3 separate regions of the Anas platyrhynchos genome follow, and regions 2 and 3 are each linked to region 1. The links are chromatin contacts, called in public Hi-C maps. All regions are on one chromosome and are shown on one strand. Each heading gives the region's core, a stretch centred on a gene start, on an enhancer-like site or on the middle of the called end of the contact. The rest is flanking DNA. Distances are from core to core; before and after follow the strand shown. Region 1 holds the start of RAB4A (RAB4A, member RAS oncogene family). Region 2 holds the start of RHOU (ras homolog family member U). Region 3 holds the start of EXOC8 (exocyst complex component 8).

Region 1 (4,178 bases), core at 1,458-3,957:
AATGCGTCCTATTACATCCCATTGTATGGAATCCCCACCGTGTTTCACCAACAGAGCAGTTGACCAGTGACACCTTCAGGCTGACCATAAAATAGTTGAGTTTCGCACAAAACTGTGCTCTAGACGCTTTAAACACATAATGCATTTCAATAAAATGTCCCAAACTTCTGTTGTCTTCATTTTATCATGTCTCTGTTGAATTCTTAAAGTATTTAAGACTTGAATACTTTTTTTTATTATTAAATTAAATTAAATTAAATACTTGAAGAGTCTTGCAAAATTAAATCACTAACTATTTTTGAAATCCATCATCTAGATCCTGATTTCATTTTTTTTCCCCTCTCTACTGTGCATTTCTCTTTTTAATACAGGGCTTCTATGTGCCTTTATGCTAGTGAAAGTACATTAGTATGTTTTTCTAAACAAAACACCTAAAAATGTTTTACAGATTTCTGCCAGACAAAATGATACTCAATCCCCCATTAGGACATATTTGAACTTCTGCATTATAGCACATATATTGATCTGAAATTGAGCTTATCCCAACTTCTGGGGATTGTTCATGAACCCCAAATCTCCCTAGGCTGCTCCATGTGGCTCCACTGGTGATAAGAGCCCAATAAAAGGAAAAAGATAGTGGCTAGCATACAGCATGCTGGACTCCAACTTCACCAGCTGCTAGTTCAGTGATATAGCTTGAGGGCATCATATTTGGTCTGGGGAAGGTCCAAATGGGACAGTCCACGGGCCAAGATAAAGGTGTTTGATGACAGCACCAGCCTACCTTCACAGTCACCTTTTTTTTTTACCACCTCCCACTGCTCCTGGTTAACAGCTGAGGGGCTGGGCCATGACTTTAGAAGCACTCAGCCCGTAAATTTCCATGACTGACTGCAATTACATTATTAACTGACAAACATGTTCATAGGTTGAGGGCGGCTTCTGTGGAAGCTGAAGATGACAGCATTCAGATGATGTCAGTTGCTTTCAGATGAAGTCAGCTGGCCAGCAACACTGACTACAAGGAGGTCACGCAAATCTCAGAGGTTTCGCAGTGCATCAATCTTTGTATTTCATTTCTGTTGCTGGAGCCAAATTCATTGCTGCTTCATGTCCAGCTGAAGCCTGCAGCTTCCCCAAGCACTGGGATGTTTTCCATACCCAGCACACAAGGAGCAGGACAGCGAGGCAGAGCGCCCTGTTCCCCATTTTACCTGAACCTCTCAGGTGGGACCGCATGCTGTGCAGCCCCAAATGATGGAGAAAACACACATGCAGCGTCACGTTACTGCAGTGCCTTTCTCAGATGGCCTTGTAGTGCCACCTTCAGACTAAACCAAGACACATCCTATCACTCTCACAACTAACAGTCCGTCCCAACTCTGGCTGCACTCCAGGCCCAACCAGCAGCCCTCAGCCTCCAGTGAAGGGGAAACCAAAATGCGGCTCAGCTTCAGATCCAGACTCAATTTTGTTTCCCTGGATAGGGCAAAAAGAAAAAGGGAAGGATCTGGTCAATTGCAATGCTAGGTCATTAAAGCCCTGTCTAAATCCACAAAATCCCGTAAGTCAGGTTGTTTTTGTTTGGAAGAAGGAGCTTTTGCAGAATCCTCCATCCTGGGTCTGCCTCTGAGGAGACCTTGTGGTCTTTCTCCATTCCTAAGGTATCAGACACTGATATTGTAGGAATCTGGTTTGTAAAAACTAGTAAAACAAATGAGATTAGCATTTTTAGAGAAACCTCGGCATGACCTTTACGACCATAACCAAGTATATAGGTACAATAATTGTGGTGAAACTAATTTGAGGAACAAATGATAGTATTTAAATGTCTGATCTGCAGACACAGTTTGACATGACACATCCGCTTTTTATGTGAGAAGGAACTTTCTAGCAGGTGTAAGCAACAGAAACCATAAACCAGAAGACAAATTAAACATTTGGCTTTTGGTTTTCTTCACCCTTATACTACAGATGGACAACAGTGAGGTCACTTCTTGCTATTTACTTTTTGCTTACTCAAAAACAATGTTTTAATTGAAATACAGTAGCCTATATTTGCAAATTGTGGAGATATCAGCATTGTATTTTCCAACCTAGTTCACGCTTTCTTCGTTATTTCTGAATATTACTTTGTTTTCATTTCCTCATCAAAACAGAAATACTGAAACACCTGATCCTATTTGTGTTTCCTTTTTTTTTTTTCCCCGATCTTTTTCTGTCCATCCACCCCCTGTCTTTCTCTTCAATACTACTAAAAGGTTTTATAGAAAGCTTTCAATTTTTCATGTATTTTACGGGCATGTGCACATTAACTGATTGGGAGTGGCTGGAGGCAGAGGAGCATGGCATTAGTACAACATTTACCAAACATCACCTCCGTAGAGGCAAGCTCAATTTGATCAGACAAGACCGATCTAAGGTTGATCAGACAAGACTGATGTAAGGTCTTTTAACCTCAAATCCTGTTTGTACAGAGCAAGGTGTCCAGACCCCCCTGTTCCCATACTGACGTAGCATGACATTTTTAGCAATTAACAAAATCAGTTTATTTCCGTAATCATTAGGGGTTTGTGGACGGCGTGACATTAAGCACCCCAAAAGGGGAGAGGCTGTGGGACGGCTGAGGTGTTCGGCTGCTCGTCACTGAGGCGGCGCCCGCCCGCCATGGCGCGGGGCTGAGGGCGCGTGCGCAGCGGGGCCGTTGCGGCCGTTGCGGGCGGAGCTGAGGCGAGGCGGGGCGAGGCGGGGCTGGGCGGCGGGGCCCGGCCGCGTCCCTCCCGGCCCGGCGGCAGCGCCCTGCCCGGGCCCGGCGGGGGACGGGGCGCTCCGGCATGTCGCAGGCCGCCATGTCCGAGAGCTACGGTAGGAGCCGGGGGGGATGCGAGGGGGCTGGGGGCCGCCGGGGCCCGAGCCTAGCGGTGGGTAGGGCAGGGGCAGGGGCAGGGGCACGGTCAGGAACCGGTGGGCTCGGTGGGAGCCGTGTGGGGCTCGGCCAGCTGTGAGGGGCAGCAGGAGGGCTCGTTAGGGGAGTACCGGCCCCGTTGTTCCTGCTGGGTGCTTTCAGGGGCCGGTGGTTTCTGTGTTTTCAGAAGCCAGAGCAGCGAGTTGTGCCTCGCTGGTTTAGGTAAAGAGTTGGAACCGGTTGTTCGTGGTCTGAGCAAGAACTGGGATCGCTCCTGTGCTCTTCTGGTGGTCTCTGAACAGGCAGATGGGCGGACAGCCAGAGAGGACAGAGTGCCAGCAGTGCTCCTCTTCAGCCTGCCTGCTTTGCAAGCCCATATTTTCACCCTGTATCTTAACAAGTACATTTCAACACTTTTTGTATTGTTCCAGTGATGCAAAATAGCAATTGTAAGCCTGCTGTGACTCTTGGTGCTTTCCGATTGTTTTGGTGTTCTAGAAAATGCGACCTTAAACTTGAAGGTCTGCAGCTGTTGTGGGTTATTTCATTTATTTATTTTTTTTGTGTGTATTTTTCTTCTGAGTTTCAGTGTTTGTTCTGTGTGTACATAAATAAGCTACAGACATTCAGAACTAGAATATGTGAGTGCCAAGATTTAGAGCAGATGGAGTAGTAAAAACTAAGTTATGGCATAACATAGAACTTACCAGTGCCTATGCTATGATAGTAACTAGATAGTTAGATAGTAACTAGACCATGATAGTAACTAGTATCTATTTTTGCAGTGTCCTGTTGATGCTTTGAAAAGAGGCTAAGAGCAGGGCAAGTACATGTGATCATTTCCTTGATGTTCTCCAGCTATTTTCAACTTGAAATTTCCACGAGCTGAGTATGGTTTCTGTTGAGAAGCCCTCGGTGGCTCTTTCTTCAATGAACTTGCGCAGTCTTTTCTTGAACTCCAGCAAATTTGCATTCACAGCATCCTTTGGCAGGGAGCTCCCCACATAGGCCATCTGTTCTGCAGAAGGCTCTCTCCTTGTTTTCTGAGGAGTTCTGCTTGATGGCCAGTTTTATTTGATGACCCTCATCCCTTCTGATGGGATGGAGTGTAATGTTTATCTCTGTCTCCCCTCTTAATGATTTCACTCGTCATTTCCTAGACCTGAACAAAGGAAAGGTAAATCAGATTTGTGTAAAACAACAGTTTCAATTGCCTTCATTCTTACATTAAAAGGTCCAGAAGCTTTTAAAGGCTAGTTGCCACATCTCGACT
Region 2 (4,406 bases), core at 329-2,828, 180 kb before region 1:
ACGGCCCCGCCGAGCAGGCTGTACCCTTCCCTTGCACAAGCAGCAGTGCATCACGTCATGCTCGGAGCGCGCCGCCTCACTCCCGCGCCTCTCTCCGTGTCAGGCTTTTCAAGTTTCTACAGAAAAAAAAAAGAAAAAAAAAAAGCAAGCTTTCATTCTACAAGGCCAGCACCCAGTTTGTATTTTATGTATCGCAGGGAAAATGATAAGCCGGGATATAACAATGACCTACTTCACGTCTTGATAACATAATTTCCTCTGTCTGTCATTTTTCTCGAAGAATAATATTTGACTAACACGAGCACGGAAGATAGGGCAGGAGCTTTTCTGTGAACTGATAATGGACCAGATTCAGCCCCGAGACAGACAGCGGCCCCCCTGTTGACCTACGTGGAGCTAAGCCTGTTTATCCCGCGGCTCAGAGCTCGGAAAACAACCGCGTTAAAACCTGCGAGATGTGCGCGTGCGATAGGGCCGTGGCCGAAGGCTTCGGCGACAGCGGCTATCGGCGGCAGCATCCCTTCGGGACCAGCCCTCAGCCCACCGCCAGCACCGGGGTCTGCTCCGACCCGCTGCACCCCCCTGCCAAACAATGGGTTAGATCATCCTCGTGCACAAAAGCCTTCTGTGCTCCGTAGGGCACATTACGGTATGGCACAACCATGCAGCTCCGAGCCCGCTCCCGCCCCCCGGCCCCGAAACAAAGCGGACAGTTGTAGTCATCTCCCACCTACGGGAGTCCTCCTCGTCTTCGCGCATCTTTGCGCTGAACGAGGGCTCGTTGCAGGGCTGATGCAGGGTGGGGACGTGCTGCTTGCTGCTGCAGGTAAGGGGTGGTAAGGTAAGGGAGGCTCAGCCAGCCTCGTGCCCGCAGCTGGGGTGTGTTTGATGCCAGTGTTGGAGGTGGCAGCGCGTCTGCTCACCACCGGCTGGCACATCAGGCAGGACGGACAGAAACCTGTCGTGGCTTCAGCGTGCCCGGACACACTGGTGGCTGAAGCTGGGATATTTGCTGTATGCCGGCTTCCAGCACCAGTGCATTAGGAAGGCACATGGAACATCGCCTTTGTTAGCCTGGCCTCGCCTCGTGCAGCACCGTGCCCAAGCCGACGCTCAGACCCACAAAAACCAAACCGGACTGAGCGGGGCCCCCGGGCTGCAAACGGGGGCTCAGCCCAGCCCCGCGACCACCACCATGCCCTGCCCGCTCGGTGCTGCCAGCAGCACACCCCAGCCGGGGCGTTACGGGGACACGGTGCCCGCAGCACCCGCGGCCCCTCCCGCCACACGTGCCCCGCGCAGCCCCCGCCCCTCGACCCCCTCCCCACGGCAAGAGGAGCTGGGCGGAGCCTCCCCACCGCGCCCCCCGCGCCTTAACCAATAGCAGCGCGCGGCGGGCGCGGGCTGACCAATGAGCGCGCGGCGGCGGCGAGCCGGGCAGGTTGCGCGGCAGCGCCCCCTAGGGCTCCGCGCAGCGCCGCGCTGTGCCGCGCCGGGCGGTGCCGGTGGCGGCGGCCCCTCCCCGCCCCGGCCATGTCACGCGGCGCCGCGGGGCCGCCGGCCGCGACTCGGTAGCGCGGGGCGAGGCGGGCGCAGCGCAGCCGGGCTCGCTGCTCCCTCCCTGCTCCGGGGCTGGCTTCGCGGCGGCAGCGCCGCTCCTGCCGCCCCGCCGGGGCTGCGCACCGCCTGCCCGTCGCCGCCTCGTCCTTCTCTTCGTCCTCGTCCTCGTCCCGCCGCTCCCCCGGTGGCGGGGCCGGGCCGGCCGCCCCCCGGATGCCGCCGCAGCAGGAGGGCGATGCGGGCTACATCGGCAAGCCGGTGGCACAAGCAGGCTGCGAGGTGCCGCCGGTGCCCCCCCGCAGGGTGCGCAGCGGCCGGGCGGCGGCGGCGCTGGGGGCGGCGCTGGGCGGCCGCTGCCGGGGGGCGGCGGGGAGCGGGGCCGGCGGCGGGGCCGGGGGCGGCGGCGGCGGAGCCGGGGCCGGGGGCGGCAGCGAGCCGAGGCGCAGCATCAAGTGCGTGCTGGTGGGGGACGGCGCCGTGGGCAAGACCAGCCTGGTGGTGAGCTACACCACCAACGGGTACCCCACCGAGTACATCCCCACCGCCTTCGACAACTTCTCCGGTAAGGACATGGGGCGCCGGGGGGGGTTTGGGAGCCGGGAGGAAAGTTGGAGCCTGCCCCGGGGTTGTGTCCCTGCCAACCTGTGAGGCTTCGCTGCTTCTTCTGCCCCGCAGCCGCTCCGTTTTGGGGGTTGGGGGCGTCCCGAGGACAGATAAGGGGGTAAGGAGCTCAGTCCCGGGCAGCGGGGTCCTTCCCCTCTCTTATTTTTTTTCTTTATTAATGGAAAATTGGACTCACCACGGAGTTGGACTCACCACGCTTTCCCCTCTCCTCTCTCCCCCAAGCTGTTGTGTCTGTGGACGGCAAGCCGGTGAGACTGCAGCTCTGCGACACGGCCGGCCAGGTCAGTGCAGCCGCCTCCTCGGGGCAGGTGGCAGCGGGAGGGGACGGCCGGGGAGTCCTGCCAGGGGCTTGGTGGCTTTGAGCACCCCGTGAAGCCGCTGCCCTTCTCCCTCGTTCCCTGCCCGCTGCTTTGCCTGGGGTCTGCTGCGGGGTGGGGGACACGAGTGCTGCGACTCCGCACCGGGACGGGGCACGGCTGCTGCTCTGCTTTGCCTGGCAGGAGAGCTGAAAGCTCTGGGGTTTCAGGGCTGTCAGCCTCTGAATAGGCTGAAAACCTCAAGGTTTTCTCCTCGAGAGGTTGTCACTGGGTTTGTTGTTAGCCAAATAGCTACGGATTTTAAAACGAAGGTGTTTGGGACAAAGCGTTCACCGCTGTAGGTGTGCGCAGACGGACACTGCACTTTTAAAGGGACAGAAGCTTAAGGGAGAAAAAAATCCTATTTGGTGTTATCTGTACAGACTTCACATTTTCCGTTTCCCCCCCGTAAGACGTGCTGCTGCCCCTAACCTGACTAACTCCTGCGGGGCTGAGGGTGGCTAGTGCCTCTCAGCTCCTAGTTTGCCTGCTAGGAGAACCCATTTCTTGTATTTCTGCACCCCGCTGGCTCGTAACACCCTAAGCCGTGTGCAGCACAGCTTGGGAGGGGCTGAGCCTGGACAGCTAAAAATGTTTTGCTACCGATCTCGCATTTGAAGGTGATGGGAGCTGGGTTCATGAACAGCTTTGTGGGTCCGGGTCTGTGCCTTCACCGAAACCCCATGGAGAAATCTCGGTGGCCTTAATGTACAATCCTATTTATATGGGTTTTAACTGGGTGCCCCGCTTAGAAAAGGAGCCTGAAGGGCTGCACAGCCCTAGCAGCGCTGTGGGACTGTTTGATCTGCCCTGCACACCGCAGTTAAAAGCCTGCGAGCAGCCTTCTGCAGGTGATGATACGAAGTGAGATAACAGAAGCGAGCAATGACGTGGTGGCTGGGTGTGCTCACCGCGGGAATGAGGCAGCTGAAGGCACGGTGGTGGCAGGGTGACAGCCCCTGGGAGGGCAGTGCCCAGGGCAGGGCAGCCCCTGGTGGCAGGAGGGAGCGGCAGGGCTGGTGGCCTCTTGCCTTTGCTGCCCTAAGCGGTTGAGGTGTTTGCTCTGTCCCAGAGTAGCCGGAACAGGGGAGTTGCCCCCTTAGAAATGGGGTTACTACAGCAATCGAAGTTGTCTTGAATAAAACGTACCTGGCTGGCTGCTTTGCAAGACCGTGCTCCAGTGAGATTGGTGCTGAAATCTGCACCTGAAAAATTGTAGATATTTCGGTGTCAGCAGCCTAAAAAGGTGTAGAGTCCCTGCAGTTTGTGCACTACCATCGAAACCGTAGGAGTGCACTTGGAATATAAAGGGTATTATTTCATCTGGGTTAGAAGCCCTTAAGATCTGGGTTTGGCTTTCCAGCCTATTGAATCGAGCCTCGTTGAGGTTTCTCATGTTGTGAGGAGAGGCAATTCCGTGGCGAGGTGCCTTTCCGCAAATGGTCCTGTCCTTCAGTGCTGCAGCTCACTAAACGCCGAGTTTCTCTCAAGCCAAATGGTGACAGCCTGGTTTCCTGTGAGGCTTAATCTGGGAATCAAGAGAGCTAATGAAGCTTGCTTTCTTGACTCGTGTTTTATAAATTGCTGTCTCTCCGAGAGTTACTGCTGGAAGAAATTCATTCGAGTGGAACGAGACTTCTGAGGCTTCCAGTGGGCTTTAAACTGCATATCCTGGGCCTTCAGAGGCTGTAGAGCAAAATTTCACATCTTGAAAATTAACATGTGATTCACAATTCAGCAGTAAAACGCCGGTACCAGAGAGATGTTTTCAGCTGTGTTTGTTCTTTGCGCTTTAAATTCAGAGCTTTTGAGAACACGGTCCATTTTAATTAAAATGTCACCGCCACTGAGGCAAATCCTACCTGT
Region 3 (3,916 bases), core at 294-2,793, 200 kb before region 1:
CTTACTCACGCTTTCAGACCATTCTGTTTCCAATATTAGAGAATAATTTAGGAGCAAAGAAACGCGTGTTTTTTTTCCCACCAGTTAAAAAAAGTGACTTTAGATTCCTACTCGGAACTGCTCATTTAGGAGCACGCAACTAAAGTGACGTTGCCCACACAAGCAACACAAACACAGCAATAGTCACCACTGTTCTACGATCTGTAAGTCTTCGTATATAAAAATTACATTACAAAATATAAAATGTGGGGGTGACGTGCACTACGTTCTATGTGCATATTCATGAGCAATTTTCAAATACCTCAACAAGATCCTTTCTTGGTCTTAGCTTAAGGAGTGGCTCACTTAAACGAATAGAACACATTCCACCTTTTCCTTCGTATCTGCACACTCCAGCACACCTGAAAGAGACACAGAAACAAGATATTGAAAGCTATGTGCTTTTCTATGATTTCTTTATTAATAAGGATTTTCTACGTGAAGTAAGTTGAGAACTGGGAGTTAAAATGATGGCCTTTTCCAACATATGCTAAGTAACTTTGAATATGAAACACACTTTTGGTAGTTACTCAAAGAACTCGACGTCATTAAGCAAGGAATAAGAGCTCACAAGTTGTTCTTAATAAACTGTGATGAAACTACCAAGACAAAGTATAATTTATTAGATCTCTCGCAAACCCTTAATTAAAAGCTGGCAATCCTGAAACACATACATATACGCACAAAGAATACTCCAAGCTAACATGCTGAGGAAGTAGAGCACTGCTTTCATTAAAACTCCAGGTGGAGAGAAACATCTGAAGCAGGGGTTGTGGATTTGAACTCGGGCTGCCGCGATTTCACCCTCCCTCTCCTTTTGACTCTCCCTGAACCTTTGCGTGGTGGATTGATCGCTCAGAAACCATTTCAAATTTTGGCGTCGGCACCGGTTTACGCTTCTAGCAGCCCAACACCCCAATTTAAGGAGCAGAGGTGGCAGCACTCCGGCACCCTGCGCCGCACACCTGCTGCCCGCACCCGGGACCCCCCAAACCCTGCGGCAGGGACCGAGGGGTGCCCGGCACGGCCCCTGCCAGCAGGACACGGGTCTGCCCGCGGCTCCCACCCCCTCCCCGGCCGTACAGCGTCATGCGGGGGCTCCACGCCACCTCCACGGCGGCCAGGCGCCCCCAGAAGAGCGCCTCGTTCAGCTGCACGAACAGGCCGCGCACGTCGGGGCTGGGGTCCAGCAGCTCCCACGCCTCATCCACCACCGACAGCGGCCGCAGCGGCTCGGGCACGGCCGGGGGCTGGGCGGAGGCCACCCCCTCCCCGTCCTCAGCCTCCCACAGCTCCTGCAGCTGCAGCGCCAGCGCCAGGTCCCCGTCCTCCCCCTCCGCCACAGCCGCCGCCATCTTGGCGGCTCCCCCGCCCGCTGTGGCGCAGGCGGCGTGCGTGCGCAAAGAGCGTGCGCAAACAGCGTCCGCAGCGCTGCGCGCGTAGGCGGGGCTACGTAGGGGCTAGGGGCGGCCGCGGCGCTGCGCTGCGCAGGTGGCGTACGCGGCGCTGGTTGCGCAGGCGCAGCGGCGGAGGGGAGCGGAGGGGAGCGGGGCCATGGCGCTGGGGGAAGGCGGCGGCGGGGGGGGGGGCAGCCGGCTGAGGCGGCAGCTGGAGTCGGGCGGCTTCGTGGCGGGCGAGTACGTGAAGCAACTGTCGCAGCAGTCGGACGGCGACCGGGACCTGCAGGAGCACCGGCAGCGCATCCAGGCGCTGAGCGAGGAGACGGCGCAGAGCCTGAAGCGCAACGTCTACCAGAACTACCGGCAGTTCATCGAGACGGCGCGGGAGATCAGCTACCTGGAGAGCGAGATGTACCAGCTCAGCCACATCCTCACCGAGCAGAAGGGCATCATGGAGGCCGTCACGCAGGCCCTGCTCCTCCAGGCAGACCGCGACGACCCCGCCCTGGCGCCCTCCGACCCGTTCCTGCCGCTGTCGGGCAAGGAGGCGGCGGGGGGCGGCGAGGAGGGGCGGCAGCGGACGCTCACCACCCTCCTGGAGAAGGTGGAGGGCTGCCGCGACCTGCTGCCCGAGAGCCCCGGCAAGTTCCTGGTGTACAACGGCGAGCTGCTGGAGTACGACGCCGACCACATGGCGCAGATCCAGCGGGTGCACGCCTTCCTGATGAACGACTGCTTGCTGGTGGCCACCGCCCTGCCCAACCGCCGCGGCGCCTACCGCTACGATGCCCTCTACCCGCTGGACGGGCTGGCGGTGGTCAACGTCAAGGACAACCCGCCCATGAAGGACATGTTCAAGCTGCTCATGTTCCCCGAGAGCCGCATCTTCCAGGCCGAGAACGCCAAGATCAAGAAGGAGTGGCTGGAGGTGCTGGAGGAGACCAAGCGCAACCGGGCCCTCAGCGAGAAGCGGCGGTTGGAGCAGGAGGCCATGCCCCGGCCCGCCCCGACGCCCCCCGAATCCACCAACCCCTTCGAGGAGGAGGATGAGGAAGAGGAGGAAGAGCCCTCTGCCGAGGAAGAGGCGGTCGACCTCTCGCTCGAGTGGATCCAGGAGCTGCCGGAGGACCTGGACGTCTGCATCGCTCAGCGGGACTTCGAGGGAGCGGTGGACCTGCTAGATAAACTCAACGAGTACCTGGCGGACAAGCCCGTGAGCCAGCCCGTGAAGGAGCTTCGGGCCAAGGTGGACGAGCGTGTCCGGCAGCTGACGGACGTGCTGGTGTTCGAGCTGTCCCCAGACCGCTCGCTGCGAGGAGGGCCGCGGGCCACCCGCCGAGCCGTGTCCCAGCTCATCCGCTTGGGCCAGTCCACCAAGGCGTGCGAGCTCTTCCTGAAGAACCGGGCGGCTGCGGTGCACACGGCCATCCGGCAGCTGCGCATCGAGGGCGCCACGCTGCTCTACATCCACAAACTCTGCCACGTCTTCTTCACCAGCCTTCTGGAGACGGCGAGGGAGTTCGAGACAGACTTCGCCGGCAACAACGGCTGCTACTCTGCCTTCGTTGTGTGGGCCCGCTCCTCCATGAGGATGTTCGTAGATGCCTTCAGTAAGCAGGTGTTTGACAGCAAAGAGAGCTTGTCGACTGCAGCGGAGTGTGTGAAGGTAGGTGTGACCACAGAGGGTGGTGTGACGAGCTGGCCTGAACGCAAGCTATAAGGTTTGCAAGCCTTCGTTTCTAACCCTAGAAATTGTTGACAGAGCGTTGCTGGAGAGGTTTCCTGCATTGAATAGTCCGTAGGTGTGTGGGGTTGGTTTGTGCCTTTTTCAGTTTATCAGAAGAAAATGTTACGATGAGAATGCACAGCAAGAAAAACGCTGCCCTTATCAGAAACACAGAATGTGTTCTTTCCTAATTTGCCTTTGACCAGTAGGAGATCTTAAAATTTGTAAAAACACATCTGAATGATGAATATTTTGAAGGCTTTTTGTTTGTTTTCCAAGCCTGCTCTGGACTATGCTTCCTTAATCTTATTGTGGGACCAGCTCTCTCAGGTTATGGTATCTTTACTTATAGTAGCTACTGATGGGGGAGGGAAGGAGTTGTAAAGTAATTGTCCAGAGTATTTTTGACATGCATGGCTTGTCTTTCATTTATTGATTTCTTTATTAATAAGGATTTTCTTAAGGCACAAGAAGCAAATGAAAGATGACAAATGCTTCCCTGTTTTCTGAGAACAATAAAAAAGAAGTAAACATTTAGAGTGTAAAGGGGTCATGCAAACTACTAACGCTTTGCTTTTCATTAATACCCAAGGTCGCCAAAGAGCACTGCAAGCAGCTCAGCGAGATTGGACTGGATCTCACCTTCATCATTCACGCCCTCCTGGTAAAGGATATCAAAGGTGCTTTACAGAGCTACAAGGATATCATCATCGAGGCCACGAAGCACCGCAACTCTGAGGAGATGTGGAGA

What was found. Hi-C and Micro-C count contacts between places; a contact is called where the count stands out from the background.
Region 2: a Hi-C map of subcutaneous adipose tissue shows a contact between it and region 1, with 4 times the contacts expected there. The contact joins the promoter of RHOU here to the promoter of RAB4A in region 1. A contact is called at or near these places in 6 of 8 Hi-C or Micro-C datasets (F1 follicle, liver, skeletal muscle and 2 more).
Region 3: a Hi-C map of F5 follicle shows a contact between it and region 1, with 4 times the contacts expected there. The contact joins the promoter of EXOC8 here to the promoter of RAB4A in region 1. A contact is called at or near these places in 6 of 8 Hi-C or Micro-C datasets (F1 follicle, F5 follicle, liver and 2 more).

Annotation. Positions count from the first base shown.
Region 1 is chr3:44,551,814-44,555,991 of IASCAAS_PekinDuck_T2T, forward strand. RAB4A (RAB4A, member RAS oncogene family) reads left to right here and starts at 2,708. Exons shown (of 8, transcript XM_027454167.3): 1 at 2,708-2,865. The coding sequence starts at 2,835.
Region 2 is chr3:44,372,911-44,377,316 of IASCAAS_PekinDuck_T2T, forward strand. RHOU (ras homolog family member U) reads left to right here and starts at 1,579. Exons shown (of 3, transcript XM_027454164.3): 1 at 1,579-2,122; 2 at 2,407-2,465. The coding sequence starts at 1,774. LOC110352851 (a long non-coding RNA gene) reads right to left here and starts at 1,398. Exons shown (of 2, transcript XR_002402520.4): 1 at 731-1,398; 2 at 1-116.
Region 3 is chr3:44,349,780-44,353,695 of IASCAAS_PekinDuck_T2T, forward strand. It overlaps EXOC8 (exocyst complex component 8), which reads left to right and starts at 1,544. Exons shown (of 2, transcript XM_027454162.3): 1 at 1,544-3,105; 2 at 3,758-3,916. The coding sequence starts at 1,594. SPRTN (SprT-like N-terminal domain) reads right to left here and starts at 1,436. Exons shown (of 5, transcript XM_027454163.3): 1 at 1,123-1,436; 2 at 302-401. The coding sequence starts at 1,394.